Regions from separate parts of the Mus musculus genome. Here regions 1, 2, 3, 4 and 5 are each linked to region 6. Evidence: chromatin contacts called from public Hi-C, HiCAR-type, HiChIP or PLAC-seq and promoter capture Hi-C data. All regions are on one chromosome and are shown on one strand. Each heading gives the region's core, a stretch centred on a gene start, on an enhancer-like site or on the middle of the called end of the contact. The rest is flanking DNA. Distances are from core to core; before and after follow the strand shown. Region 1 holds the start of Spsb3 (splA/ryanodine receptor domain and SOCS box containing 3). Region 2 holds the start of Mapk8ip3 (mitogen-activated protein kinase 8 interacting protein 3). Region 3 holds the start of Fahd1 (fumarylacetoacetate hydrolase domain containing 1). Region 4 holds the start of Tsr3 (TSR3 20S rRNA accumulation). Region 5 holds the start of Clcn7 (chloride channel, voltage-sensitive 7). Region 6 holds the start of Ciao3 (cytosolic iron-sulfur assembly component 3).

What was found. Promoter capture Hi-C pulls out the DNA fragments that hold promoters and counts their contacts. Hi-C and Micro-C count contacts between places; a contact is called where the count stands out from the background. HiCAR-type assays count read pairs that join an accessible place to other places. HiChIP or PLAC-seq counts read pairs in DNA pulled down with a chosen protein or histone mark.
Region 1: a promoter capture Hi-C map of pre-B cells shows a contact between it and region 6, with 3 times the contacts expected there. The contact joins the promoter of Spsb3 here to the promoter of Ciao3 in region 6. A contact is called at or near these places in 6 of 39 promoter capture datasets (the HPC-7 cell line, cranial neural crest, embryonic stem cells and 3 more), 2 of 484 Hi-C or Micro-C datasets (the HL-1 cell line and embryonic stem cells), 12 of 115 datasets of contacts at active chromatin or transcription factors (the SCID.adh cell line, bone marrow-derived macrophages, craniofacial prominence and 7 more) and 1 of 9 other capture datasets (pancreatic islet).
Region 2: a contact with region 6 is called in a promoter capture Hi-C map of pre-B cells, with 3 times the contacts expected there. The contact joins the promoter of Mapk8ip3 here to the promoter of Ciao3 in region 6. A contact is called at or near these places in 4 of 39 promoter capture datasets (the 3T3-L1 cell line, embryonic stem cells, liver and 1 more), 1 of 115 datasets of contacts at active chromatin or transcription factors (bone marrow-derived macrophages) and 2 of 9 other capture datasets (liver and pancreatic islet).
Region 3: a HiCAR-type map of astrocytes shows a contact between it and region 6, with 4 times the contacts expected there. The contact joins the promoter of Fahd1 here to the promoter of Ciao3 in region 6. A contact is called at or near these places in 3 of 39 promoter capture datasets (hippocampal neurons, liver and pre-B cells), 1 of 484 Hi-C or Micro-C datasets (B cells), 2 of 115 datasets of contacts at active chromatin or transcription factors (astrocytes and embryonic forebrain) and 3 of 9 other capture datasets (adipose tissue, liver and pancreatic islet).
Region 4: an H3K4me3 HiChIP or PLAC-seq map of bone marrow-derived macrophages shows a contact between it and region 6, with 5 times the contacts expected there. The contact joins the promoter of Tsr3 here to the promoter of Ciao3 in region 6. A contact is called at or near these places in 4 of 39 promoter capture datasets (the HPC-7 cell line, hippocampal neurons, liver and 1 more), 1 of 484 Hi-C or Micro-C datasets (B cells), 5 of 115 datasets of contacts at active chromatin or transcription factors (SST interneurons, bone marrow-derived macrophages, embryonic forebrain and 2 more) and 1 of 9 other capture datasets (macrophages).
Region 5: a Hi-C map of B cells shows a contact between it and region 6, with 10 read pairs. The contact joins the promoter of Clcn7 here to the promoter of Ciao3 in region 6. A contact is called at or near these places in 1 of 484 Hi-C or Micro-C datasets (B cells), 3 of 115 datasets of contacts at active chromatin or transcription factors (bone marrow-derived dendritic cells, bone marrow-derived macrophages and pancreatic cancer cells) and 1 of 9 other capture datasets (macrophages).

The regions. Positions count from the first base shown.
Region 1 is chr17:24,885,195-24,889,084 of GRCm38.p6, forward strand. Spsb3 (splA/ryanodine receptor domain and SOCS box containing 3) reads left to right here and starts at 1,480. Exons shown (of 7, transcript NM_001163751.1): 1 at 1,480-1,566; 2 at 2,586-2,723. The coding sequence starts at 1,486. Nubp2 (nucleotide binding protein 2) reads right to left here and starts at 1,156. Exons shown (of 7, transcript NM_011956.3): 1 at 1,085-1,156; 2 at 525-643; 3 at 225-423. The coding sequence starts at 1,112.
Region 2 is chr17:24,935,460-24,939,168 of GRCm38.p6, forward strand. Mapk8ip3 (mitogen-activated protein kinase 8 interacting protein 3) reads right to left here and starts at 1,518. Exons shown (of 33, transcript NM_001163449.1): 1 at 1,078-1,518. The coding sequence starts at 1,395.
Region 3 is chr17:24,848,578-24,852,299 of GRCm38.p6, forward strand. Fahd1 (fumarylacetoacetate hydrolase domain containing 1) reads right to left here and starts at 1,725. Exons shown (of 1, transcript NM_023480.3): 1 at 319-1,725. The coding sequence starts at 1,524. The coding sequence ends at 841. It overlaps Hagh (hydroxyacyl glutathione hydrolase), which reads left to right and starts at 1,913. Exons shown (of 9, transcript NM_024284.2): 1 at 1,913-2,091. The coding sequence starts at 2,016.
Region 4 is chr17:25,237,919-25,241,931 of GRCm38.p6, forward strand. It overlaps Tsr3 (TSR3 20S rRNA accumulation), which reads left to right and starts at 2,252. Exons shown (of 6, transcript NM_026676.3): 1 at 2,252-2,446; 2 at 2,526-2,745; 3 at 3,146-3,339; 4 at 3,770-3,943. The coding sequence starts at 2,335. Gnptg (N-acetylglucosamine-1-phosphotransferase, gamma subunit) reads right to left here and starts at 2,198. Exons shown (of 11, transcript NM_172529.3): 1 at 2,142-2,198; 2 at 1,996-2,053; 3 at 1,857-1,924. The coding sequence starts at 2,193.
Region 5 is chr17:25,131,884-25,135,437 of GRCm38.p6, forward strand. Clcn7 (chloride channel, voltage-sensitive 7) reads left to right here and starts at 1,508. Exons shown (of 25, transcript NM_011930.4): 1 at 1,508-1,731. The coding sequence starts at 1,594.
Region 6 is chr17:25,772,492-25,776,033 of GRCm38.p6, forward strand. It overlaps Ciao3 (cytosolic iron-sulfur assembly component 3), which reads left to right and starts at 1,285. Exons shown (of 11, transcript NM_026238.4): 1 at 1,285-1,396; 2 at 2,555-2,650. The coding sequence starts at 1,331. Gm41550 (a long non-coding RNA gene) reads left to right here. Exons shown (of 3, transcript XR_876684.1): 3 at 1-53.

The DNA of each region.
Region 1 (3,890 bases), core at 230-2,729, 890 kb before region 6:
CCATCCAGAGGCTGGGAGAAACCCAGAGGTATATATACCCTGAAGGGTGGACATCTATGCGCAGTAGAAGCGTTCCAATGGGAAAGAGACTCCAATACAGGCCAGGGCCAGCTTCTGGCTTTATCCAATGGCAGTAGGCACGAGATGGGGGAAAGCGGCCTCAGTAAAGAGGCACTGAGGAGTTGGAGGAAGGGAGGAAGCACTGCTTCTCACTAAGTTCTTACCATGTTTCTTGGGACCTCTCCACACCACGGCCTCATCAGGGTTTTCCAGCAGGAACCCCACAGACATAAGGGAGATGCTCTGCTCCTGATCCACAAAGACAGGCACCCAGCCATTGTCACACTGGTGCACGGCCTTGCCTTGTGCACGGAGCATGTGTGGTATGCTGGGACCGCACAGGTCCACATCTAGGATTCCCACCTGCAAGGAGGAGGATGCTGAGGGGTGGAAAGAAGTCTGCCAAGCCTGTTGGGAGCTAGGGACAACAATGAAACAGGTGTCAACCCTGGTCCAGGCCTCACCTTCTTGCCCTGGTGGCGCAGAGCCAGGGCCAACTCCGTGGAGATGGTGCTTTTCCCAACGCCACCCTTTCCAGAAAGAACAAGGATGATGTGTCGCACCCCGGCCAGGTTCCCGGGTTCTGGTGAGAAACAGGAGTTGGGGTGTCTGAGAGAGCGACAAAGACAAAGGCACGCGGGTAGGTCTTCTAGAAGCCCCAGACCTGTCTCAGCCTCACTTCTGTCTGAAGTGGAGCAACTGAAGGCACGTGCACACGTGAACGCTCACTTCAAACTGCCAGCTAATTTTAACAGACACAGAGGAAACTAACAGAGTAGATGATCACAGCTAAGCGACACCCGCGCACAAACGCAGACTCCACACTAGAGACTTCCAGTTCTAGGGAAGCAGGGCCCCCAATTCTCGGAAAGGCGTGAGGCTGAGGTCTTAGAGCAGATATAACCGCCGATGTGTGCATCGCGACACTCGGCTAGCTCAGTAAACAAGGGGACATGGGATGCTTTGGCGTGGGCCTGCACGCGGTTCGCCTTCAGACTTTCCCAACCCCTCGCGTTTGACCGACCTGCACGCTCACCGGCAGCAGCCTCCATTCCGCTACTAGTTGCTTTTCGCGGCTCTCTTCCGCTTCCTCTCCAAACTTTCGCAGCCTTTGAACCAATGGTGACAAGAGCCCGCCCCTTACTCATTTTGAGAGGTTAGTCATTCACCGTCCAGCCAATCAGATCACCCAAGGAGGTCCCGATCCTGGCAACTGATGATGACGCCACGGGCACGGACACACTTCCTTATATTTGTCCAATGGTCATGCGAAAGTTTTTTTTTTTTTTGACCGCTCTAGCGAGGGCCAATAGAAACTTTGGTTCAGGATTGACAGTTTGTGCAAGCCTCTTGACAGCAGTCCTGTCTCGCGAGACCCGCCCCCGCGCGAAGCTGCCATAGAGCCCGCCTTCGGCTGCCGGGCCAATGCAGGGCGGGGGCGGGGATTGTTTGCGTCGCGGCCGGAACGGAAAGTGGGTCAGCGCCGGGGGAGCTTTTTGGCCGCAGGTGAGCCGCGCCGGCCCAGCCCGGTCAGGCCCGGCGGCCGGCGGGTTGACCTTGCAGGCGGTCAAGCCGGCCACCCGTTGTTCCCTGGCGGTGGCGCTCGGGAGTCTGGGCGGGGGCCTCGGAGTCAGGCGTCAGGGACGGCATCGCTGTGGCGAGATCCGCGAGCCTTTGGCGAGGGAAGCAACCTTCAGCCCCGCGGAGGCCGAGCGTGGCTACGTCCAGGGACATCTCTGGTTCATTCATTGGGTTCCTACTGTGTGTTCTTATACGGCGCTCAGCCAACCCAACTGCTGTGGAGTGCTGTGCGCGGCCCCGCCCGGCTTCTTTGTGGATGGCCGGGGCGAGGTAGGGTAGTACAGTGGGTCTACAGGGGGACAGGAGGCAGCTAGGACAGAGTCGACTATTAGACAAAGACAGTCCACTCGGGAGAGGAGATCCGGACCTCTCAAAGCCTTTCATTTTGTCCCAAGAACGATGTCAAGCCAGTGAGTTTAAGGTTGTATCAAAGACTGAGTTTGTAGTGTGCAGAGCCGGATGGGTGAGAGGGAGTTGTGTGGTGCAGGAAGCGGTGGGGGTCTCCAATGGCAAGGAGGGGTGTCAGGAGTGGATGACAGCGGTGTTTCTGGCATGAGGAACTGGATGCTGTGGATGCCATTTGCCAAAGTGGACCGCGGAGGAGGAGCAAGTTAAGTGTCAAATGCCTGAGGGGCAACAGCTCCTGAACAGAATGCAGAGATGGGCTGGGACACATCCAAAGTCATGGGTGTCTGGGTTGTGTTTCACACCATCGCCCTGGGCTTGATTGAGGTGCTCAGATACTCGAGCCAGGTACGAGCTTGTGGGAGTTTCTGGAGCTCAGAGCTCAGTGTTGAGGGCTTGGAGTCCCCAGCCTTTGGTGGATCCATGGCTTAGGCTGCCAGGTAGAAGTGGCAGGGGGCAGAGTTGTGGGGTGTAGATTTGGGCCTTGTTTGGACATTGATACATTACATGTCTTTAAAGTTACAGTTATTTTTTTCCAGGTTCTCTCCACTATGGCCCGGCGTACACGGAGTAGCAGGGCATGGCATTTCGTCCTGAGCGCAGCCCGCCGAGATACAGATGCCCGGGCTGTGGCTCTGGCAGGCAGCTCTAACTGGGGCTATGACTCTGATGGGCAGGTAGGTCGAAGTGGCAAGGTGGGGATAACCAGTGTCTATGTTGGGTGAAAAAGACACTGAGCCAGGCAGCTGAGCTGTGTCCTGGTATGTGGTGCTTTTTGGTCTGGTAAAGCCTGAGGTATGTCAGGCCTCAAGACAAGAGACAGGGATCGAAAGTTCTGGATAGTGCTGGTTACTGTACAATGCTTGTTCACCAGGCCTGCCAATTTTATTATTGTGTGCCACAGTGAATGGGTCAGGAGCCTTGTATGTGTGTTCTATCTTACACCTTTATTTGGTATCTGGGGAGCAAGCTTAGGTTGTCCGTGACGTGCAGTAGCACACATACATATGCTGAGCCATTTGGATCACCCTGGATGTTTTTGTCACACAAATGCTGTATTTCATGTGTGTTGTATATGATAGGATCTGTGATCTTTTTTGGGTTTTTGAGACAGGGTTTCTCTGTATATACCTGGCTGGCTTTGAACTCAAGAGAACTGCCCAAGTGCTGGGATCAAAGGCATGTGTCACTATCCCTGCTGGTTTTATTTTCAGAAATGGTCTCACACTGTAACACAGGCAGGCCTTGGACGTGAGACAGTTTATTGTGTGTGGGCACACGTGTAGAGGTCAGGAGTCGCTGGAGTCAGTTCTCTACCATGTGATACCCTTAGGGTCATCAGTGCATGATTTTTCTTTATAATATTTATAGTTCTTGAAGTTCAAATGTCCTAAGACTTCCTTTGTTGGAGTCTCTGAGCACAAGGTAGATACCCAGCCCAGTGTGCCTGACTTGGCTCCTGGGAGTAGGTGGCTACTGACTTGCTGGTACCAGACTGGTGTTCTGGCTCTGCCCTGTACTGCCTCTACTCTGATGTTACAGCTCTCTGAAGCCGGGTTAGGGTTACAGTTAGGCTCCCTTCTAGAAGCCCATTGGATCACCAGATTATAAGGAAAACTTGATTTACTTACTAGGTCAGCAGTGCCCCAGGCCCTTCTTGGGGGCTTTTGAGCTTGAGTCAGCCCAAATTTTCAGCTACACCTCCAGTTCCTAATGATGCACCTGAAACAGCCTCAGTCATCACAGTGACACACGCATGCCTGTTGTCTGTCATGTGGCAGGTAGCTGTGGGTGTTCCTGGGCCTGGGTTGGGTTGAGCATCCTCCTCCCTTCCTCCTGTCCTA
Region 2 (3,709 bases), core at 268-2,767, 840 kb before region 6:
CTGGAAGGCAGAGGCATCCTCCCCGGGGGACAGTGTCAACACTCAAGCAGAAACCATTTTACAAGGATGTAACTTTGCCTTACCACAGTACACCTTCATTTTCTTCTTTTTCTCCACATTAGTGATCTTGACTATGTAAGTATGGAGGCAAGGGGAAGAAATAATACCCAAGTCCTTTGCCAATGTATCAAAAGTCCCCAGAGAGTCAGGGCTATGGAGAGTGGTATCAGGCACAAGACAACTCCAGGGCAGGTCTAGAAGGACCAAACACTGCAGACTTCTAGGGTACTGCCCCACTAGGCAGCAATATGAACCCAGAAGGTAAGGCTTAAGCTGTTGCCAAGGTCTACCCTGTTACTTGGCCTGTCCTTTTGTCTGTGGTCAGTGTGTGACCTTGATCTAGCCCAGACAGTTTCTGGAGCCAGTTCCCTGTTTCTGAGGTCACCCAAGCCCTCCTCACATCCTTTGAGGCTTTTGAATCCCCCCATATGTAGAGAACTTGATTAAGCCAGTTATGTGGTGCCCATGCATTCACAGCAAAATCTTGACAATCAAAAGGCAAACCATGGAAAGTATGAATGATTCAAGATAAGCAAAGCTTTTATCCTAGCTGTGATGCAGGGCCACTAACTTAATAAGAAGCCAAAATATCAAGATCGACTCTTAATTTCAATAGTAGTCTCTAAGACTGTGTCAAGTCAACTTCACTTAAATGGAATTTAACCTCATATAAGAAGGCACTTCCCATCATAAACCGAAGAGCATTTATTTCTAGAATTGTAGAATTCTGGGCTTTGTGATTCTAGGGCAACTTGCTCCAAAGACGGGAAGGAATAAAACCCAGAGCCAGCAGGCGGCAGCCAAGGTCAGAGGACAGCAGGAATGGGGGCCCATGTCTCCCGGACTCTGCACAGGCTGTGCTCTAGGTCCCAATTGGATGGAGAAAGTGGCACTCCCAGCAGCATCGGCATCAGCATCAGCATCAGCAGCATACTGCCGGCTGAGCCGAGCTGGCTGCTCCACGCTACCCACACCGTCCCTCACCGTCCCTCTCCGCGGCGGCCGGGGCCCACGCACCTCCTCGGCCTGTTTGCGCAGCGCCTTCTCGCGCTCGTATTGCGTGAGCAGCTGCTCGTTGTCCTCGCGTAGGAGCTCCAGCTCCACCTCGTGCTCCTGGTTCTCGCTCAGCACCGAGTCAAGGTTCTCCAGCACGTTCACCACCAGCGGCATGAGCTCCTTGACCACCTCCTCGTCATAGCAGTGAATGAGGCGCTCGAACTCGCGGTAGATGGAGCCCGCCAGGCCCGACACACGCTCCGACATGACCGAGCCCGAGCAGTAGTCGTCTTGGTACACCACCACTCCTCCTCCCTCGTCCATCTGGATCTCCATCATCGCGGCTACCGCCGCCGCCGCCAGCGCGGCTCGTTCCGGGGCCCGAATCCACGGGCCGCTGTCACCTCAGGCAGCCGCTACCTTAGGACGTGCCGCCGCCCAGGCCGCGCCCGTCACTCCCTTGCCGGAAGTCCCGCCTGGCTGCGGGGGTGGAGCCCCATCCAGTTCCGCCCCGAGCGCCTTGACGCTAAAGGAACGTTTCCGGCTGCGTTGCTGGTGGCTCTTGAGGACGTAGCTCAGTCTGATTGGAGTGACCTGGATGCTTCTCTATCTCTGTCCTGTTTGTCTTCAGACCTTTGTCATACATACTCTGGCCACCCTCAACGTTCACGCGACATGTGTCGCTTGCCCTGTTTCTGGTTGTTTCCCGCTCTGCTGGTTGCTTAGTTCCATGCAGTGCTTCATTTTGCACAGGACACCAGGTTCTAAAATCCTTATGTGTGGCGGTACTTTTGAGACAGAAATATAAAGCGAGTCGATCTATATGTGTTCATTTGCTGGGGACACCATGAACCTGACTTTGAACTACTTGCTTTTTTTTCCTCTTTCTTTTTTTTTTTTTTTAAATTTATTTAATGTATTCACCGTTGCTCTCTTCAGACACACCAGAAGAGGGCATCAGAACCCATTGTAGATGGTTGTGACCCAACATGTGGTTGCTGGGAATTGAACCTAGGTCTTCTGGAACAACCAGTGCTCTTAACCACTGAGCCATCTTTCCTGCCCTTGAACTACTTTCTTGCTTACGTGGTTTTCCCGGTCCCCAAAGCCTTCCAAGGCAGCTCAGATTCACATCCTCTTAAAAAAAAAAGTTACTTGTTATTTTATGTGTATGTGTTTGGTTGTATGTAGACTTGTGCATCACACACATTCCTGGTGTCTGTGAAGGCCAGAAGAGGGCATCTGAATTGGAGTTAAGAAGGTCAGTTGTGAGCAGCCATATGGATGGCCAGAACTGAACAGAGGTCCTCCCCTCTAAGAGCAAGTACTCTCAACTGCAAGCCACCAGATCTTACTCTTAACCAACACAGTCCTTCTTGTAGCTGAAGTCCAGAGCACTTAAAACATTCCTCACAATTTCATATGCAAAGTCTTACTGTGTAGCACTGGCTGACCTGGAACTTGGTATGCCTGGCTTCTGCCATTCAGTATACACCATTACCTGGGGCTATACTTCCCTCATCTTTCCAAACACATAGATAAATACCTACTCTAAGAGATTGTTTTGTAACATGCCTCAGACCTTAGCACAACTCACTCCATGATGGAAGTCCAATTCAGGCTGTAAAACTCGGCATGTAGATAGCACCACCTGCCAAAAGAATGAAAACAGACCCAATCCCTCAGTGTGGATAGTTCTGAGAAAGTCTCTAAATTCCTAACTTTGCTTTTTGGCTTCTGTAGTTCTGCCTCTGACTAACTGTTCTTGTTAACTGAAGCATGCCAACCCAGAACATGGCTTTGCCCTTAAAAGCTCATCCTGAGAAAGGCTCAAGGCCTTTCTTGTTTGAGATCCTAAACACCCAGTGTACTCACCAGCCAGCTAATAAAGACTTTCCTATTGGCTTAAAACTATGTCAGAGCATTCTTCCACGGTGAACACCCCACAACATTTTCAGGTTGCCTGAATTTTGATACTGATTTAATTTTTCAAGCCTGCAAAACTGAGCCTACGTATTATATTATCAACCAACTAGGAAAACAGGCTGACGAGAAGGGGCATACTGCAGTAGCACTTGCAGTGACTGCTACCCGAGCCAGTTATTAGTATTTACTGTAGATGGTGTTTCACTTGTATGTGCCCTGTGCCCACAGAAACCAGAGGAGGGTGCTGGACGCTCTGGAGCTGGAGTTAACTAGGGGTTTTGAGTGTCACGTGGGCTCTGGAAATAGCATCTAGATCCTCTGGTAGAGCAGCCAGTGGTCTCCCCACAGGTCCAGTCCCACCGGAGTTAGTTTTTAATTGCCCAAATGAGGAGCCAGAACAAACTGATAAAATGATTAATTCTTTAAGATTTTTTTAGAGTTATTAACTTTGTATGGTATGAGTGTTTTGCCTGCCTATGTATATATCACATGGATGCCTATGTATATATCAATCACATGGATGCCTAGTGCCCATAGAGGCCAGAATCATTGGATCTCCCAAAGCTGGAATTACAGTTGTGAGTCACCATGTGGGTCCTGAGAACTGAACGTAGGTCCTCTGCTAGCATAGCAAGTGCTCTTAAGCACCGAGCCATCTCTCCAGTCCCCTGGTAAACAGATTACAGTTACAAGATTGTGTTTAGGGGTTATCTGAGTATTTTGTTTT
Region 3 (3,722 bases), core at 475-2,974, 920 kb before region 6:
CATGCCTTCTTAAAGGGACCAGCAGGCTCCTATGTACCCTCTCAGCAAAAGCCACTATCTAATTCTACAAGACTCCACTAGGCCCTGACAACTGTGCTGTGCATCCTGACAGGCATTTTATCAGGGAGGGGTGCAAGCATGAACACACACAGCATCTCCAGGCTTGTCAGTTCCCTAGGGCCTGTGTCTTTGAGGTGGAAGTATTGGTTTATGTGGTTAATAAGTTAAAGAGGCACAGTGCTCAGGAAACCAAAGGCCAAGGTCCTAAGTCCCAGAGGAAGAAGTGCTCCCCACCCTGGGAAAAGAAAGTGCTCTTTTCAGTCACACAGAAATGGTCTTTATTTGGAAAACAATTTCAAAATTATCTTCCAAACTCAGAAGCCACACCCAAAGTAAACAAGGCAGGGCTGCAGCAAGAGCTCACTTAACAAAATTCTTATCTGGCTTTGAGGTGGAGGACTTTCCCAAGTAAAAATCAACTGGAGTGCTCTGTACAAACAGCTTTCCTAAAGGCCAACAGCATTAATGAGTTACTTCCTTTGCACTTTTAAGTCTGGAGGTATAGACTTCAGAATGATTTATTGAAAAGTCTATTCAGTTCAGTTTTAGAAAAGAAAACTACAACTTCTCAAAGTTTAGTTTAACATTGCCCTCTTGGGAAGCATTCTATATCCTTTAGCTTCGTTGTTCCTGTTTCTATTTCAGTCCCAGGTCTTTTAGATCACGTTATTTTTTAAGGATTCATCTTTTTTGACATGTCTAGCATAATTTTTAGATTTTCATTATTAGTGTCATTTATTTCCCTTGCTTCTGTCTCCCTTCCCCTTTGGCACTCTACTCTCAGTATTCTGATCTTTTCACCTTGAACCTCATACTAACCACCCCATCTATGCCGGCCTCGATCTCATCGTTTTCTTTAATTGGCCCAACTCCCTTTGGAGTCCCGGTCAAGATAAGATCTCCTTCTTCCAAGGTTATTATCTTAGAAACATAGCTGATGATGTAGGGGATGGAAAAGATCATAGATGATGTTTTGCCCTCCTGCCTGAGCTCTCCGTTGACCTTGAGCCACAGTCTTAGGGCATGAGGGTCAGGAATCTTCTCCTTGGGCACGAAGGCACTGACCGGGCAGGAGGACGTAAAGCTCTTAGCCAGGGTCCACGGCAGCCCCTTCTTCTTGCACTCCTCCTGCACATCTCTGGCAGTCATGTCCAGGCACAGGGCATAGCCGGCCACGTAGTCCATGGCTGCAGCCTCCGGGATCGCTTCACCACGCTTGCCCAGAAGCACTCCCAACTCCACCTCGTGGTGGAGGTTGCGGCAGTAAGCGGGCATTAACACCGGTGAGCCCTCGGGAGCGTACGCGGTGGACGGCTTCAGGAAAAGCACAGGCTCACTCAGCACGGTGCTGCGCATCTCTTTGACGTGATCTGCATAGTTCCTCCCCACGCAGACGATATTCTTGCCCCACTCCCAGAAACGAGACAGCGGTTTGGTGGAAGCCATAGTACAGCTTTGGGTCATGTGACCACCGACTCCCCCGGACTACGGCGGCCTCCAGAGGACTGGCTTCGGACGCTGTCCAGGTCGGAGCGGCCCCGCCCTTCCTTGCGCAGCAGCGGGACGCTGAGGTCAGCGAAAGGTCTCTGCGTGCAGGCGACTGCCCCAGAGAGACGAGGAGGCTCACGCTCAGCCTCCTCCAACACCCACTTGCAGACCGAGTCTACAGGCCAAGGCTGCTAGGGCAGCTAGGGAACATTTTGGGGGGGGGGGGCAGGAGCTACTACTGATTGGCTAGGGGCGGCGCGGCGGTGCGAGACAGGCACTGGTTGGCTGTGAACTCTATGGGCGGTCACTGATGGATTGAGGGCGTGGCATTTTGGTAAAGAGCAGGAGTTGGTTGGTTGGGAGCAGTAGGAGGACGACACTGATTGGTTGCAGTCGCCAACGCCAGTGTTGATGCCCACGACGCTGGTGTTGCGGACTCCGCGACCCGGCTGTGCACCCCGTGGGTCATGGTGCTGGGTCGCGGGTCGCTGTGTCTCCGGAGCCTGTCAGCGCTGGGAGCCACCTGCGCGCGCCGTGGTCTGGGTAAGTGTGTCTAGGTACTGACGCGGCGCGGCCGGGTGCTGGAGGCCGGACGTCGGTTGGGCGAGCCCTTGCTGTTTCCAGGCGCAGGTGCTGAGCGCCGCCGGGCGGGCGAGAAGCGGGGCCGGGCGTGTTGAGGGCCTTGGAATAGGCATCTGGCGCTGGAGGGGTTCGTGGCCCGGGATCGAGGCAGAGGGCTGGCACCTGCTCCCTCCTGGCCAGAGTCCGACTCCAGTTTTGGGGTTGCGACTTTAGTTTTTAAGTCGGCTTTTCCTCTTAACGTCTGATGTGGCGACAGTGGGTTGCCAAAGCCCCGGAGCTGGCCAGCCTGAATTCAGCTAGCCGGGAACTTTGGAACAATCGTGATTGAAAGTCTATGAACCATCTTTATTAAGAAGTCCGCTCGTTGAGAACAGAAGTATGGGTCTCCATTTAAGGGATACCCCTTAGTGTCGCTGCTGAAGGCTGTTTAAGAGCTAGGCGATTTAAGAGCTAGGTACAATAACTACTGAGCAGCCGCTCAGCTTTTGGTGCCGCAGAAGCCCTCCTGGTGAGAAGAGGCAACTCTGAAACGTTTTTTGACGTTTGAGCAATATAAAACGTGTCTGTGGATTTGACCTCAATTCAAACAGAATGTCCCTAGTTGCAAACTAAGGAGCTGGGAGCGATGAATTCCTTCCATAGGAGTGATCGCATCTTCTTCAGAGCAGTCAGGCTCTCTTCCGACTAGAGTGGGTTGAGCACTGGTAATAACATGATCTTTATCCATGCAGGTTTGTTGTGTTTTACCAGGAAGTACATAAAAGGGCTCGTATTCACCTGTTTCTCACCCTCCGCTGTCCATCGGCGTGGATAGTGCTAGGGCTTAGGGGAATTCAAATATTACAGAAACCTGATCTTATAGAAATGCTTATTTTGCTGAACATGAGAAGGGGTCTGGAAAGTGCCCAGCTGTTGTGCCAAAAAAGGAGAAATGGGGAGCAGGGTTGTGACAGAGCACTTCCCTAGAATGCTTAAAGCCCCAGCACCACAAATTCAGACAAAAGTACAGTGGAGTCCCTTGGTCATTTGCTGCCTCCTTGGCCCACTCCAAGACAATCCTTCGGTGATAAGTTCTCTGCCCCTCATGCTTGAGTCCCAAGCAGCAGTTTCTTCTTTTCAGGAGCTTGCACTGTGTGTTTTCCATTATGCTGGCCATAGCTGAGAAAATACTGTTCTCTCCTTGGGCTGGAGGCCTGAGAAGGGCTGAAAGCTTAGAGGATTTAAGTCCATTAGTGCAGACGCCATGACTGGAGAGTGAGCGGCCATGCTCTGGTGCCTTGTCCTGCCATCTTTAGGCCTGAGTCACACCACAGGCAGGTAACACAGCCTGTATGAACTCTTAAGAAGAAATACCAAGCTCTCAAGTCTAGGGTGAGGTGTAGATCTTTCGAGTTGCGAGTAGGAGCCCCTGGGGTTCTGTCCCTTCCCCTGCCAAAAAAAAAAAAAAAAAAAAAAAAAAAGAAAAAAAGAAAAAGAAAAAGAAAAGAAAGAAAGAGATGGAGACAGAAGGAGTCCTGACTTGAAAGCCAGCCTGGACTACACAGTGATTTTGGTCTAGAAAGGGATACAGAGCAAGATCTATTAAAAAAAAA
Region 4 (4,013 bases), core at 1,002-3,501, 530 kb before region 6:
ACTGTCCTGGAACTTACTGTGTAGGTCAGGCCTGGGCTTGAACTAATGATCCTCCTCTGAGGTGCTGGGATAATGGTCTTGTGACAGTCTATGCATACTGTATCTTTTTCTTTCTAATATTGCTATTAAATGAATAAAAATAAACATCTGCAGTACTGGGTTCCTAGCAACATCTGGCCCCTCCTGGCCAACCAAGGAGCTACATGTTAGTTTGGAAGGGCTGTGGAGAAGTCTTACGATTATACACAAATACACGCGCGCGCGCACACACTATTATACACAAATACACACGCACACGATTATACACAAATACGCACGCGCGCACACTCACACAACCTCACAATGTAATGGTAGCAGGACTTAAAACAGTGTCACCTTATGAAAAGGAGAGAAGATGGTAACAGTTGACTACGAGAGGAGCCTGGTAAGTGCTCTGCAGCCCTGAGCTATCTCTTCTTCACGGGATCAAATCTACAAACCAGCTTGCCCAACATGCCTAAGATAGTGGGTCACCAAATCCCCAGAGTGCAGCTAGTCACGTTTTTTTTTTTTTTTTTGGAATCTTTATCATGTATCTACTTATTTATTTATTTATTTTTATTAGATACTTTATTTATATACAATATAAATAAATATTAAATAAATTTATTATTATATATATTTATATATATTTATATTATATATTTATTTATATATAATATAAATATATATATATAAATAAATATATATTTCAAATGCTATCCCGAAAGTTCCCTATACCCTCCCTCCACCCTGCTCCCCTACCCACCCACTCCTGCTTCTTGGCCCTGGCATTCCCCTGTACTGGGGCATATAAAATTTGCAATACCAAGGGGCCTCTCTTCCCAGTGATGGCCAACTAGGCCATCTTCTGCTACATATGCAGCTAGAGATATGAGCTCTGGGGGTACTGGTTAGTTCATATTGTTGTTCCACCTATAGGGTTGCAGACCCCTTCAGCTCCTTGGGTGCTTTCTCTAGCTTCTCCATTGGGGGCCCTGTGTTCCATCTTATAGATGACTTGTGAGCATCCACTTCTGTATTTGCCAGGCACTGGCATAGCCTCATACGAGACAGCTATAACAGGGTCCCTTCAGCAAGATCTTTCTGGCATATGCAATAGTGTCTGGGTTGCCAAGGTTCTTTTATGCTGGCCAGCCCTGAGCCACCTCCAACAGCTTGTCTTTCAGTCCTCCTAGGATCTTAGTCCCAAATTTCCTGTGCTGGTGCCCTCTCCACTCCGTAAGACCTAGAAAGGGCTAGATACACCTGGAGTGTTGAGTCTTCATACCCAACATCCCTAGAGCTTCTAATTGGTCTAAGCACCTGTGGAAAGTAGAGGCTTTAATACCACAAGTTGGAGGCCAGCTTGAGTCTACTATAAAAGACTTTGAAAGACTCTTACCTTAAAAACACAAAAGTAGCCGGGGGTGGCACACGCCTTTAATCCCAGCACTTGGGAGGCAGAGGCAGGCGGATTTCTGAGTTCCGGGCCAGCCTGGTCTACAAAGAGTTCCAGGGCTATACAGAGGAACCCTGTCCCGAAAAACAAAACGAAACAAAACAAAAACCCCACAAAAGTTAGGGATGTGACCCAAGCCTTGAGCGCTTGCTTGCTTAGCCCTAGGTAATCGCCAACCCTGGGAGCGAGAGGGGATTGCAGTTCCAGTATATACTTCAGAGCATTTAAAACACTCAAGTTTGACAAACGAATTCGTAACCCTTCAGCGAGTACATTATGAGTCCTTCATCCAAGGCACCCTTCCCTCCCTAACCGAGAGCTTTTTTCGGCCCCCTCAGTCAGCACCTCGGCCAGCTCCGCACCCTCCCGCGCTCACCGGATACAGCTGAAGGCTCTCTCTTGGGCTGAAGGCGGCTTGCCTGGGGCAAGAACGGGTTATTCAGCCTATGGAACAGAGAAGGTCAGAAGAGCCAGCCAGGCTCGGTCCCCAAGCCGCAGGACCGTGATCCGCTCACCCGAATGTGTTAGGCTCCTCCACCACCTTCATCTTCCCGGCACATGCCGGCGCGGGCCCTGCGGAGCGGGGAGAGAGGTGGTGAGTAGGGAGCGGAGGCGCGAGCGACGCCAGCGCGCGGGGGGCTATGTGCGCGGAGCCACTGACCCTGCGACGCGAGCCCCAGCAACATCAGGAAGCCAGCCAGCCGCCCCGCCATTGCTCCTAGGGTCTCACGGTCACGTGAGTGACAGCCGGAACTGACTCCCCTCAAAACCGGAAGCTGTGCGAGCGCGCACGCGCGCACGCTCTTGAACAAACGCTGGAGCTGAGGATTTCATCTCGGATTTCATCTAACATTATGGGCCGCAAGAAAGTTGCTCGCGGATCCAGGAAAGAGAGCGGTCGTGTTCGGCGACCCTCTGGCCGCTCTCTGGATGCTTTCGCTGAAGAGGTGGGCGCTGCGCTGCGTGGTGAGTTTGGAGCAGTCGGAGCAGCGGGTCGGGCCTGGGAGCAGGCGCTGAGGACCCGGCCTTCTCTCTCTCCTTGTAGCATCCGTGCAGCCCGAGGAGGCCGAGGACCAGGGCGGCCCGGGCCCTGCGGCGCTGCCTTGTGCCTTGGCTATGTGGGAGCTTGGTCACTGCGACCCCAAGCGCTGCACGGGCCGCAAACTGGCCCGTCTGGGTCTGGTGCGCTGCCTGCGCCTGAGCCAAAGGTTTGGCGGTCTGGTGCTCAGCCCAGTAGGCACTGAGTACGTGTCTCCGGCAGACAGGTAGACACCAGAGGCCTGGGGATCGGGGAGGGGTCGGAGAGGGGTTGGAATGCCCTTCCCACCATCTTGTCTTTGTTAAACTGCCCTGTATCAGGAGTATCATTTTCTTCAAGCCTTGCTTATTGGTCTTGGATGTCCACATCTTTCATATGAGCAGAGTTGTATTTAATTTGACCCTTTTCATAGAGCAGGGCTATAGTGTAGAAAGCCTAGGAGAAACATTTGTTGTGTAAAGTAAACACTGTCCAGCTACCCTCAACTGCTTCCTGAAGGGTTCTTTCTACTATTGCAATAAACCATAACTTCGAAATAGCAGAGTGATCTCTCATCTGTAGTGAAGCCAGTCTCCAAGGATGTGCCTTATTTGGGGCCCTAGAACCTACCCTACACTCTCTGACAGACAGCTGGTGGCACAGTCAGGGGTCGCAGTCATAGACTGCTCCTGGGCCAAACTGGACGACACACCCTTTCAGAAGATGCGAGGGAGCCACTTGCGGCTCCTGCCTTACCTCGTAGCTGCCAACCCTGTAAACTATGGCCGGCCCTGCAAACTTTCCTGTGTGGAAGCTTTCGCTGCTGCCTTCTGCATCGTAGGTGAGTTTTGGGTCTGACAGAAGCCTGGCAATGGCAGTCTGGAGGCTGACTGCTTGCCCCCTCCTCCTCCCTCACCTGGAGACTGGGGTTTCTTCTGGCAGAGTCTGAGCAAGGGGGTGGGATGTGAGGAGAATATATTGGGAGCCATTAGAAAACAGCCTTTGTCTTCAGTCTCAGTGCCCACATACAGTCTTAACCTTATGAAGCAGAGGTAGAGGCAAAATGGACCACTGCCTTCCCTGGATGGTGTGTGGGCCCAATGGCTACCCCGTAAGACACAGAGACTAGGATAATAGGACTGTTTCTCAGCAAATGAGAGGAACCTTGGGAACTGTAGAGGAGGTGACAGCTTCCTGAGATAGCAGGCAGGGTCATGCAGTTGTGCTCTCTATAGGTGTCCCAGGCATATCTTTGGTTTTTGTTCCACTAGGCTTTTCAGACCTTGCTGTCATTTTGCTTCGGAAGTTTAAGTGGGGCAAGGGCTTCCTGGACCTGAACCGGGAGCTCCTGGATAAGTACGCAGCTTGCCGTGGCCCGGAGGAGGTGTTGCAGGCTGAACAGGGGTACTTGGCTAGCACCAGGGACACGCCTGAAGAGGACATCGGTGAGTCCTGGTGTTGGCTGGGAGCCCCAGAGAAGCAATCAAGTCCCTCCAGGGCCTTAGGAGCCTAGAG
Region 5 (3,554 bases), core at 258-2,757, 640 kb before region 6:
TCAAATCCCAATCCTTGCCCCTACATAATTCAGGATACATCTAAGAACAACTTTGTTGATGTAACACCGATACTAAGGCAAACTTAATCTTCCTAAAATACTATTGCCTAAAGCAACCTGCGGCTAGTTAATGCCACGCCCATGTGCTGTCCTAGTCTCCTCCTCGGAGGAACCCCAGTCTTTCCTAATTTGGCACTTCAGGGTGCCACGGTCCACCCAAGTCGGTTATGGGGGTCTCTGGAATGAGGGTCCTCAAAGCTAGGTGGGTAAGGATTCGGTGGTGACAAACAGAAACAAACACAGAGGCAGTTTGAATCTGAGTGCATTTTGCAGCTCTCAAGCAGGGGATTTTATACATTAAAAAACCAAACATTACATCTCTTAGAAACTATATCCAGTGAAACAATCACAAATACCAACAAAAATCATTTGGCACAGTAAAGCACAAAAATCATCCAAGCATTACAACTCTGAAACTATGCATTCAGTGAATCACAAACAGTACAGGTAACATCATTATTAATATAAATCATCAAAATATAACAATTCTAAAAGGATGTATTCAGTGGGGGCTGTTGTCCAAGTCTAGTGGCTTATTTCTAGGAGCAGGTTAATAAATCTTTAATGGTCAGTGCTCTTAACCACTGAACTAACTCTCTAGCCCCATGGTCAATTACTATTTAACATCTAGTATCTGGGTTTTTTCTTTTTCTTTTTTAACAAATCTTCAATATGTAAATTCAAACTATTTTAATTCTTTCTAATTAAGGCTTTCTTTACCATACACCAAAATCCACCTCCGATGACACACGTGCAGCCATATGAAATTTTATTGTTGGGAAAGTTTTTATCTATCGTAATAGTTTTGTAAATGATTTAGAAAGTAAGGCATTGTTTTCCCGGGGGATAAGGTCATGTTAGTGGCCCCCATCTCTAGGGTTGGTTTCTTACCCATTATTCTTGCTTAAGATCTTGGCCTAGGCTACCAGGAACATGTAAATAAGAAAAGGAATAAGAGAAAACAAAACATTGCCATAAGAACTACCACTCAATATTTTTTTCTCCGGCGAAGAGTTCCACACCGGTTCCAGGAGGCCTACCCCTTTTGAGGTCAATAGCCTCAGTTTGTGGAACTTGTCATACAGATCCTACTGGAAGTGGTGTGGCATCAGGGTCTCAATCCCTTTCCCGGAATTGCAGCAGTTTGGCTGCCCTTTGAGCACAGGAAACACATGAAGCCAACTTAGTTGAGAGGGACGATTCCAGAACTTTTACAGGTAGTTTATTTTTTTTTTTTCCATATCATCTCTTGGAGGACTAGGCGTGCATCTCGGGCTGGTTCTTCTCTGGAGTTTGGGTCACTGCCTTCAGTGAAGACACTAATTGCTAGGGATTTTGAGTTCTAGGTTTCTACCCTGGGCTGCAACGACCAGTGAACCACAATTCCCAGGAGACTCCGCGCTCCCGGATCTTGCCGGCCTCCGTCGTCAGTCACGTGGGCACCGATGATAGATCACGTGAGACCTGGGCGCGGGTCACGGGAATGCTGCCGGTCTGCCGGCTGTTCTTGTTGAGTTTGGTCCTCAGTGGGCCATGGCCAACGTCTCTAAGAAAGTGTCTTGGTCCGGCCGAGATCGCGATGATGAGGAGGGGGCGCCACTGCTTCGAAGGACAGGGCAGCCTGACGAGGAGACGCCGCTGCTGAACGGAGCTGGGCCGGGCGCGCGCCAGGTGAGGCCCGCGGGCCGGAGATGCAGCCGCCGGGATCGCTGCGCCGGTCCTCAGTGTGCTGGCGGGGCCCAGAGGGAGGCCACGGTGCTCTCCTCTGTTATTTTTTTGAATCCTGGAAGACTTTTATTTTTGATAGCCTCGCACTCATAAACCTCTTCTTTCTTTCTCTTTGAACCCCTTCTTCCCATCTCGTTCCTCAGTGGCTACACCATCAGAGAAAATGATACCCTCTCCTCCAGGAACCGTTGTCGCTGACTTTTCAGCAAGAGATCCCAAGACTTTAACGTTGCTTTTGTTTTTTAATTTTACTTTTCGTGGTGAGGGTCAAGCCAGGGTTTACACATACAAGGCAATCATAACGACCTCAGCTCTGCACCCATAGCCCTTGACGTTTCAAGATAAGGTCTCACAGTGAGACCACCAATGAATTCATAATCCTGTCTCATTTTCCCAAGAACTTGGAAGGCCTGGACTACACGCTTGGTAGTTTTCAATTTAAATGGCAGAATTGTGCTTTCGGTGAAAGTGCCTGTCTCCTTTCTCACAGGAGTAATTCCAGACGTTTGGGACACAATTGCAGTGTCAAGCATCCCCACTCATTTTCTCTTACTACCTAGTTGAACTTGGAATGTGCAGCCAGACATGATAAGCAACAAGTCAGAGGCCAGAGTGTGCTCAGCACTGCGAACAGTTTGTGCCTTCAAATGCCTAGCGTTTAAGACCGGGACAGGCTTGTTTACTTGTGTGCTTTTGCTTCTTTTGCCTGTGTGCATCGTGTTAATTTTGAGTCAGTTACTTATATCAATTCCTTGATGTTAGTCTGTTTTATAACTGTCCTTTACCCTTCCTCCTCCTGATGTTAGAGGTGTCTTAACAAACACTCCTGCTGTTTTAAAGGCTAAGAAGAGCACAAGATAGGGCTACCGCATCAAAACTTACATTTAGGCTTTCTTTGCTAGACCCTTGAAGGTGCAGTGGACAGTGAAAGTCAAAGTCAGCTCCTTGTTGCTGGGAAGCAGCTCAGGCCCTTTTGAAGGACGTGTGCTTGTGACTCCGGTCTGCAGTAGTGATCAGAAATAAGTAAGGTGGTAGAGCTGTGTCTGCCTCCCTAGGGTGTTTCTGGGTGGTGTGATTTGTTATCCCTGTTGTAAAGAAAGTAACCTTTGGGGAAGGGGGCTATTGCTGCTCTTGGAGAAGACTCAAGTTCAGGTCCTAGCACCCAGGTCCAGTGGCTCAACCACTTATAACTGTAGTTTCAGGTGATCTGACCACCTTTTCCTCTCCTGGCCTCCACTAGAGAGGCCTCCACCACACACACACACACACACACACACACACACACACACACACACACGTGTCTCTCTCCAAAAAGAAAGTAACTTTATGTTGGCAACTGGTTTTTAAGAGAGGGAAGAATTTGGAAACTGACAGAGTTGAGTTTGGGCTGAATACATGTGGGTTGTTTTGTTTTTATTTATTTTTGCTTTTCTTTGCAAATAGACAGAGTAAAGAAAGAGTTGATCTTTCCCCCTAAATACCACTATAGCTTTTTTTTTTTTTTTTTTTTTTTTAGACAGGGTTTCTCTGTGTAGCTCAGGCTGTCCTGGAAGCTCAGGCTGTCCTGGAACTCACTCTGTAGACCAGGCTGGCCTCGAACTCAGAAATTCACCTACCTCTGCCTCCCAAGTGCTGGGATTAAAGGTGTGCGCCACCACGCCCGGCTACCACTATAGCTTTTAAATCTGCAGATAATACAATTGATTGGTTGCTGTTAAACAACTTAAAAAATAATTGAGCACCTGCCCCATTGTGGGTTCCCAGGT
Region 6 (3,542 bases), core at 35-2,534:
AATGTCTTCAGGGATCACCTACATTACACCAGGACTTCATTCTTTCTACTGTTCCAGGCCATTCTGCTCTGTCTCTCTTATTGGGCCTTGGATATGCCTCACATCTGCCAGCCGTCCACTGGGTTTGTTCTAATAGACTTGGGTTTGGTGGTGGTGGTGGTGAGTTTGAATTTCCAGGGATCTATGTATCACCCTCCTTCCAGCATTAGAATCCTCCCAGCAACCCTGTATACAGTTACCAAACCCAGACACTATTGTGGATGCCAAGAAGTGCATGCTGAAAGGAGCCTGATATGGCTGTCTCCTGAGGCCCTGCCAGAGGCTTACAAATACAGAGGCAGATGCTAGGCAGCCAACTGTTGGACTGAGCACGGGGTCCTCAATAATTAAAGAAAGGACTGGAGAAGCTGAAGGGGTTTGAAACCCCTTAGGAAGAACAACAATATCAACCAACCAGACCCCCCAGAACTCCCAGGGACTAAACCATCAACAAAGGAGTACACATGGCTCCAGCTGCATATGTAGCAGAGGATGGCTTTGTCATGCATCAATGGGAGGAGAGGTCTTTGGTCCTATGAAGGCTTGATAGATGCCCCAGTGTAGGGGACTTTGAGGGAGGGGAGGGGAGAGAGGGTGGGTGGGTGGAGTAACACCCTCACAGAAGCAGGGGAAGGGAGGATGTGATAGGGTGTTTCCAGGAGGGAGGGAGGGAAACTGGGAAAGGGGATAACATTTGAAATGTAAATAAAGAAAATATCCAATTTAAAACAAGAATCCTCCTGGCAAACAGAAACTGTCCTTTGGCCCTGGTCCAGTCCAAGAACCTGCTTCTGTAAATGTTCTCCCACACTCCAGTCTTAACATCTCAACAGCACTTGTCTATCTCATTTTTTGGTAAGCCCATTCCAAGGCATTCCAGTGAATCAAAGTTAATTTTGTGTTCTCCTGCCCACTGCATCTGGAACCTTCCTTGAGTATTGCTAGGTCAAGGTGATGAATGAAATCCGGATTCCGACCCCTACGGGAAGCGGGAGAGACTCTGAGTCTCTAGTTACATTCTTTGCGTTATTTGTCTTTGCTACCCTGCTACACCACAACCAAGGGACGCAAGGGAGACCGAACGCTGTGCTGTGGAACTTGCAGCTTGAGTCCGCTGGGCCGAGCGCTCAAGGCCGCCGGCAGAGGGCGCGCACGCTTTTCAAAGCTTGTTGACGGAGAGAAATGAGCATGCGCTGGAATTTGCGTTTTCCGGCAGAGTGGCGGAACTGCATGTCATTTTGGTGTCATTTTGCGACACCCCCGTGTGACACTCGGCGGCAGTGAGGCTGTCATGGCGTCGCCCTTCAGTGGGGCACTACAGCTGACCGACTTGGACGACTTCATCGGGCCATCTCAGGTGGGCCGGCCAAGGGCGAGTCGGGCAGGAGGAGGGTCCGAGCCTGGCCGTGCACCTCGGGAAACCTCTCTCGTCTGTGTCTTTTCCCAGGGCCCAGGACCCAGGGCCTCAGTCAGTCTAGTTCCCTTTTCACAAACACAGACAACTGAGGCCAGGGAGGGCCAGACAACGCGGTTACTGGGCCCGGAGCGATCCCTGGGACCATGGGAGTGTTTAGTGGTGACAGGCAGGTTTAGTGTTTAAAAAAAAAAGGTGGGGGGACTTGTTGTTATGTGATCTTAAGTTACTGTTGTAGTAGTGTCACCCAGCTGGTGATGCAGAGACATGGTGGGGCTGAGTTAGCCTCCACACACCTGTGAGATATCCCTTCCCACTCCTCTCTCAGAGCCAGTTGTCATCTCTGTGGACAGGGACCATGTTGAAGGGACAGGTTTGATGTCCACTTGGGCCACAGCCACAGCTAATGTTCCTGACGTTGCCTCGAGGAAGAGAGAGGGATACAGACAGACCGCCCTGAAAACAGGAGCTGCTGCCCTTGCTGGGTCTTCCTTTGTCTCCAGAGCTAGCCAAGTCCCATGACCCATAAAAGACGGGCTGAGCTGCCACACGGACAGGATGAACTGGGCCATCTTACCCGAGACTGGCCCTTTTCTGGAAAGCCACCAAGGTTCAGGAAGCGATAACAGGAGATGTCCAAGAGAAGGGGAGAGACATGGAGTTTCATCTGTGGTCGTGGGATGGAGGTGACCTCTAGATGTTTCCAAGGAAAGCCTTCCTGTCTGGCCAGGCCTCTGACACTCTGATCTCCGGGGGTGTGCTGCTATGTGCACGTAGGAAGGGCAGGCTAGTCAGGGCTTCTTGCATTAGCTTGCATATAGAGTTTGTAGCAGATTTCATGGTGATTCTGGAGAAAGAGTGGCCTTGATGGCATTCTCCTCACCTTGTACAGAGAAGGGTGGGCAACCAGAGCTCAGCATGGCTTCAGTGGCAGGAAGGTGGTAGAATTGGCCTCGGTGGTGAGCTTCACTCTATGGCCGGTAGCCAACCATCCCTGAGGCCCTCCATACCCAGCCCCCCACCCCACTCCCCACCCTCCCCACCCCCCGTCCAAGTTGCTTTCTCCTAATAGAGCCTGGTGTGGGGTCTTTCCTGGTGTAGAATTGCATCAAGCCTGTAAAGGTGGCTAAGAAGCCAGGAAGTGGCATAGCCAAGATCCACATTGAAGACGATGGCAGTTACTTCCAAGTGAACCAAGTAAGGACCCTGAGGTCTCACCACATCCCTGCTGGGGGCTGGCGGTGGCAGGAGGGGGAGGGAGGCTGGGGTGTGGATCTGAAACACACATCTTCTTCTGCCTTTCCCAGTCGCAGATGTGGCCACCCTGAAACTCACTGCATCTCCCCAGCTCTCTCACTGGTCACATTCACTGACCACGGGGAGCTGAGATGATGAACAGGGCTGCCATGGTGAGCAGCCAGTCTGTCCTGTTCTGCACGGGGCAGGAGGAGCCTCCCCTCCTCCTTTGCCCCCTACGTTTAGTAGCATAAGATTTTGAGGGGGTTGGTTCCCTCAAGCCCCTCCTCCCTCTAATCTGAAAGTTAGATCCTGATGTCTGTTAAAATTAACCCTGCCTGGCTGCCCTTTGCACTCTAAGGAATCCCCTTCAAAATACCGTGCGCCACTGCCCTGAGAAGGGAGGCCCAGCCATGGGACCTCTGAATAGGGGAGGAACCTTGGGCAGGTTCAGGGAATGGGTGTGCATATCGCCATGAGCAGTGACAAGCCCAGCTGTTTGTCTACAACAGTGACCTCGTGACAGTCTGTGGCATCAGCTAGACCCCAGTGTACCAGGAGGCCCTGGTTCTCAACAAGGGGTCCCATGGATGGAGGGACAGAGGAAGGTGCCCATCACCACTGGTCTGTGCTTTAAGGACAAGTGGCCTTGTCCGCATGATGCTGGTGTAGCCTGGGCCTGTGGACCTTTGGTTTCCTGGCGTGGTTAACCTCAGGTTGGGGCATTGGCACCAAGCACAGGCTCCGAGAATAGCTGAAGCTCACCTAGCCCTGGCTCAGACCATTTCTGCATCTGCAGCAGTGTTGATGGGCTCAGCCTGGCACCACATTTGCATGACAAGAACCACTGAGG